Linked DNA regions of Triticum aestivum: region 1 is linked to region 2. A link is a contact called in public Hi-C data. All regions are on one chromosome and are shown on one strand. The core of a region is the stretch at or near the end of the contact, and the rest is flanking DNA. Distances in the headings are between cores, read along the strand shown. Region 1 holds the start of LOC123107796. Region 2 has its middle 7.5 kb from the start of LOC123107794.

Region 1 (3,107 bases), core at 40-2,539, 58 kb before region 2:
TACTCCGTATGTAGTCCATAGTGGAATATCCAAAAAGGCTTATATTTAGGAACGGAGAGAGTAGTACATACTCGTAGTATTTTTCAATAAATTTGGTTAAGTCTTACAAATATGGACTTTTCAAAGAAAAACATAATAATATTTTAAAACGAGATATATCTAAAACCCCAGGTTACTACTGTCTATCTTTTGAATATGTGACGTTTCTTAACAAGTCCTGCATTGGCGCCTCATGATAGGCGCGATGTTGGTACTTTGCGCAGGAGATCCAGGAAATCCATATCCAACATGGCGGAGAAAATGGCGCGAAGTTGCCAACTTTGGCGGATCCTCCGCCGATTCTGTGATCCTGCATGCAAGCGGCCCCTCCCCCACTGCAATCATCAACCATCATCTCCTTTTCCCCGTTCCGTTCTTCTTCCTCGCCGTTTCCTCGGCTTCCAAAAGCTCCTATCTAAAATACCCCTAGATCAAAAAACTAAGCGCCTTTGCTTTGCCCAATGATGCGCAGCACACACGATCAAATGATCTCGCCGGCGAAAAAGAAGCATCACACGACACAATGTAGTAGTAGCGCTTCACTTCGTGCTTGGGACTTGACATGCAGTGATCCCACTCACTCGCCTTCAGCTCGTGAGATAAAGCAGCGCTCTGCTCCTGTGCACGCCCGTCCTCTGTTTCTCCCGCACGCACACAGTTACTACACAATGTGTTACCACGTCAGCAGCCACTGAACCGTGGGCCGCCGCAGTGCCAACGTGCCATGCATGCGGCACAGCTCCGCACAACGCGACGCTGGTACAAGTAGGTTATATAGACTAGCCACAATGAAAAGTAACATATACTAGTAACATACATATTTTTCTAGACTATGTTATTATCTTTATAGAGGGTAATAACTTAAGTGTGGAAACATGTAAAGATTCATTTATTATGTTATAGACTTATATTGCATTAGGACATGTGATGTTACAGTAACTAGCTAAATTACTACAACTAGCTCTCTCCTTATTAATTCGTTGTCACATAAGCAAATTTTCTGGGTTGGACCCAATGTTACTAGTGAAGTTACTCGCACTTGGCTAGTCTGAGGTGGTGTACTCTACCAGACGGGACGTCCCTAGGTACACGTCTGCACAGTGCGCGCATTTACGCGCGCGCCCCGCATGCAAGCTGTCCCCAACAACCTCCAGGTTGGCATCCTCCTCCTCCGCCGCGACACCGCCCGGCGGGTCGTCGCCCCCTATATATACGCTCACGGCTCACTCCTCCCCACAAGACACAACCACCGCCGTGCGCGCGCAGCTCGAGCTCTGCTCCTCCCTTCACCTCGGATTAATAAACTTCGGCGCCGATTTTTACTATAATATTTTACCATGGGCGCGTGCAACTCGTGCGAGGCGACGGCCGTGGCGGCGGTCACGGGGGCCTCCGCGGTGGGCGAGGCCACGGCGGCAAGGGTCGTGCTCGCGGACGGCCAGCTGCAGCGGTTCCCCGGGGGCACCCGGGCGTCGCAGGCCATGAAGGCCGCGGCGGCTCCCGCGGGCGCGTGCTTCCTGTGCAGCGCCGACGGGCTCGAGCTCGGCGGCGCGGTGGCCGCGGTGGTGGGCGACGAGGAGCTGCAGCCCGGGCAGCTCTACTTCGTGCTGCCCGCGGCGATGCGGCGGCGGGCGCTGCAGGCGGAGGAGATGGCCGCGCTCGCGATCCGCGCCAGCGCCGCGCTGGCCGGCGACCACGACGGCCCGCTCGTGTTCCCCGACTCGGCCAGTGGCGCCCCCGCGGCGAGGAGCGGCGCGAAGGGCGGGTCCCGCCGGCGGTCGCGGAGGGCGCCCAGCCTCGGGCGCGACTTCGTGCCGGATCTCGGCGCCATTGCCGAGTAGCCGCTGGCCTGGCCGGCGAGATGGATCGACCGAACCGGACGCGCGGCGGGCGGCGAGGAAAATAACCCGAGTGTAGAGTTACGTGTAAACTAATCCAGTGGAGGGAGATTTGGTTTGACTAATGCTAATCTAGTGTAGTTGGGGGGGAGGCTAAACAAGCTCTGCTTAGCTGTAGCTACTGCCGCACGTTCCAGTGTAGTGCGCATGTTGTACAAGAAAGACGCGTAGGCACATTGCATTGCGTATTTTTTTGATCCTGATTCCGTCGAAGGGCCGTCTGAAATCTGGACTGGACGCCATGGTCTCCCGTGTGTGGCTGACGGGTGGGTCCCACGACGCTTAATGTCCAGCACTGCCGCCAGAATGGGGCGTTCTTCTGACGAAATGACGTGCCGAACGGCCAGATCGATGCTTAGCCATGCGCCCATCGTATTAAAGCCGTTGGTAAATGGAGTGTATTTTGGTACGCCTACGCGTTAATCCGGTCGCTTTTTGCGCCTTTTCTTTTAAAAAAAAGCTCGGTTGCTTTCTGCATTTGCCCCTGGTATTTGTGGTGGTGCCTTGGGAGGGAAGGAGAAGCGCGGGGAGGTAGTGTGGGCTAAGCAAAGGCCATTTCGGTACGAGGAAGACGACAAGGGGGGACCTTTTCTCAGCTTTTCTGTCTAATCCTCTCGCGCGCGACATGGCCGCCTCCCGTCGCTCGCCTACAGCCCGCACCACTGCTGCCTGCCGCCACTCGTTCGTGGCCGTGCGCTCGCCGGCGCAACTTGGCAAAGCAAGATATTCCACGGATGAGCTGACGGCGGCAGCCGAGGACGATGATTCGTTTTCCCGGGGCCGGCTTTATTATCTCGCCATGCACCCGGCGACTGGTCGATGTGCCCCGCGAACAGATTCGTTCGTCCGGATAAGCGCAGTAGAAAGAAGGCCGTACGTCTTTGAGACGTCGCCGGGTCCGGATCCAATGCTATGCTATGCTATCTGAGGCGGATCTGTTACAGGTCCGGCGTCGAGTTTTGTCGGAATAAAATCGCCTCTACGTTGTTCGTCGATGCCAACAGTTTGGATCGGCCTCACGGAGCTGAATATGTTCTTGTACAAAACGCATCGCGCGTACGTATGGATTAGATTACATAGAGGCGGCCGGCCGGATATACGGGACGGGAGCACAGTTAAAAGTGATAGCCTGATACGACAGTGGTGCGGAGCGAGCGATCGGTGGTAGGC
Region 2 (3,191 bases), core at 318-2,817:
GCAGCCCGACAACTATGCGGCCGCGCACACGCTTTTCTCACCCACGGCAGCATGCATACTGTACGTGCGATGCCTCCAGGCAGAGTCGTTGCTCTTCCCAGTGATGACCATGCGATGGAGGAGGAGTGGCCTCTCTCGTCAGGGCTGGCGGCGAGCGCACTCCTCCCGCTGAGCATAAAAAGGGCCGAGAAGAGGAGATGACGTGACGGCGTGAGGGCGAGCAGAGGTGGCGGCACAGCAGGGAGGCGGGGGCGCGAGGGCGAGCGGAGGTGGCAGCACGGCGGGGAGGCGGGCTCGGGCCTAGGGTTTGGAAGAAGAGAGAGAGGTGAGGCGGGAGGAAGGAGGAGAGGGAGGCGCGGGTGCGGGAGAAGGAGGCTGCGGCCAGGTCTCCCTTGAGCCGCTGCAATATATACCTATAAGTGAAATGACGAAAATGCCCTCGATGGGGCATGGAAACTACACGCGGTGGCACGAAATGGGAGGGCACTATCCATTGCTAAGCGTATGTTTTTTATCCGGCGGCTGAGATTCATCCAGAGCGAGATCCGACGGCGGAGAACGCATCAATCAAACAATCGGACGGCCGAAAGTTGCCAAACTCTCCCAGCGTCCGACGGGTGCTTCGTTTCTTCTTTTTTGATGCTCTACGTTAGCATGGTATGGGCCAAGCAAAGGCCATTTCGGTAAGAGGAAGACGACATGCAAACACCTTTTCTCAGCTTTTCTATCCATCCTCTTGCGCCCGACATGGCCGGCTCCCGTCGCCCGGGTACAGCACGCAGCACTGCTGCCGCCCGCCCGCGAGCCAATGGGCGTGGATGGTGGCCGGGGCGGATCGGTCGACGTCTCGTGACCGTGCGCTCGCCGTCGCAACTTGCTAGTACTGCTTGATATTCCACGAGCTGACAGCGGCAGGCCAAGGTGATGCCCGCCGAGGTTCATCCCGCCATGTACCTGACGGGTGATGTGCCCGACGAACATATTCGTTCCGGCCCGGGGTCCGGATAAGCGCACTAGAAAGAAGGCCGTACGTCTTTGAGACCTCTGTCTCGTCGGGTCCGGATCCAATGCCATGCTATCTGAGACGGAACGTCGAGTTTTGTCGGAATAAAATCTCTACGTTGGTCGACGCCAACAGTTTGGATCGGCTTGACGAGCTGAATATATTCTTGTACAAAACGTATCGCGCGTATGGATAAGTAGAGGCGGCCGGCCAGATCAGTATACGAGACGGCAGCACAGTTAAAAGTGATAGCCTGATACGACAGTGGTGCGGATCGAGCGAGCGGCGGTGGACAGGCGAGTCATTGTCAGCCATTGCTTTAGTATAAAGTACGTAGATAAAGCAAACTACTTGACGTGCACGCACCGGCCCGTTGGAAAGGCTGGGTTTATCTGAAGTGGATTTTCATCTCGATCATCGCATTTCTACGTGCTATTCCTCGAGGCTTGAGTAGTGGCTCAGCTGGCACGTACGAAATGAAGCGCCTAGCAACAGCGGGGAGTTGCAAGGAGCAGGTGGGCTGGGCTGGCGGGTGAAGCCATGAAAGCTCAACTCATGTAAGGCGCTAGGCCCGTCTAGGTGTGGTGGTATGGTATAGCCCATGCCGTCGCGGGGTATTCGCGGATCTGCCACTGGGAGAGTGATGCACGCCGCGCTCGTGTAATCAGGCCTACTAAACTGATTTTGAATCTCTTTTTCTGCATGTGTCTATAGGGTTCTATGCACACAACTCAGTTTAATTAATGTGAATGAACAGATGTCGTACGCCCTGCATGTTGGGCGCGTGAAACAACGAGCGAGACGAGTAGGCATGCACCGGTTGTTCTGTCAACTCTTTCTTCTACCCTCACAACCATCGGTGCATGCATGAAACGAGCAAAAAAAGTACTACGTACTATACCAGCTCGATTAGACTAGACCAGCGCGGCCGGCCAGCTCGTTGCGAACTGGAACCCAAATGAAATGAAACCACCGACTGTCCTATACACCAACCCAGTGTAGCTGCCGTTTTCAACCGCAACGATGCAGTGCTACTAGTACTACTGTGCAGCTGGAGCGGGCGGGTAAGCAGTACTCTCCCTTGACAAAGACGAGTAGGAATCCTTTTGTATAACAGCAGTGCTACATGCACGACACTGGCCGGACGACATGCAGACGATATAACATATCCCACCATCAGAGTCCAAGGCAAAACATCTCCAGCGGTTGGATTAGCTGCCGTCCTCGTGTCGTTCACTGGAATTGCCGTGTGTGTAGTAGTTTCGTTTGTATAACTGTTCTCAAATTACAACTGCATCGGGTGAGCGTCTCCGGCGGCGCCGCCCGATCTCCTTCCTCCAGCATCCCCTGCTGCCGCCGAGACCAGATCCGGAACCACCACGGCGCCTTCTCTCTTCTGCCCCTCGAAGGTCCGCCCCCCCGCAACGGCTGCGTCGCTGTCTGCTCAGGCGCCCGTGACGGCCCAATGCTCACGGCGGCCGCGCCGTCTTTGGCGGCCCCTCCGACTACGGCCATCACGCTCGTTGCGGCCTCCCTCGCCGCCCGCAAGGCCGATCCCGCCGTTCAGGGATGCTTCTCCACCTCGCGCAAGCTCCCGTGCACGCCATCGGTGCCGGCCAGTCTGCCTCCTCTGCCAACCGTCCCCGTCCTCCTTGTCGGCGCCTCTTCCGGCCGGCCGACGGCGCCCTCCGGCCTCCTCTGCTCGTCACCAAGCTCCCAACCGCCCCGGCCTGGTATGGATCGGGGGCCTGTGTCCCCGCCGCCGGAGCCACGTTTGTGTTCTGAGGACGTCATCGTGGAGGGGCCAGAGACCATTGACGGGTCGCCGACACAGCTGGCCTGCCTGGGCGGCGGCCGACCACCTGTTGCCCTGTTGAGCTCCAGCCCCTGGTCTCTGGTCCAGACGCAGATGCAGACTTCCTCGTCGGGCCGGATGCGACATGCGTGGGACTCGTGGAGAACGCTGCAGGCTGGAAGCTTGTCCAGTCCCGCAGTGCACGACTGGCACCTCAGCCATCTTTGGCTTTCATGCCTTATCAGCGCCCCCGGCCGCCCGCGTGGCTCTGGAATAGATGTTTTCGTTGCTTCGGAAAAGGTCATCGAGCGGCCGAGTGCAGGGATCCAATCCGGTGCAACCAATGCTTTCGCTCGGGACACCGTGCACGAGATGGCTGCAAGCCGGTGCAGC

Evidence for each region. Hi-C and Micro-C count contacts between places; a contact is called where the count stands out from the background.
Region 1: a Hi-C map of leaf shows a contact between it and region 2, with 3 times the contacts expected there. The contact joins the promoter of LOC123107796 here to the enhancer-like site in region 2. A contact is called at or near these places in 2 of 5 Hi-C or Micro-C datasets (both in leaf).

Annotation. Positions count from the first base shown.
Region 1 is chr5A:579,693,934-579,697,040 of IWGSC CS RefSeq v2.1, reverse strand. LOC123107796 reads left to right here and starts at 1,289. Exons shown (of 1, transcript XM_044529709.1): 1 at 1,289-2,134. The coding sequence starts at 1,377. The coding sequence ends at 1,880.
Region 2 is chr5A:579,636,372-579,639,562 of IWGSC CS RefSeq v2.1, reverse strand. No RefSeq gene overlaps it. Among protein-coding and RNA genes, the nearest start is that of LOC123107794, 7.5 kb to the right of the region's middle. Within about 2 kb of position 1,567, at least 2 of the 8 cell types and tissues checked have an H3K27ac peak or open chromatin away from gene starts, as enhancers often do. A contact at or near this core is called in leaf, where this site is marked.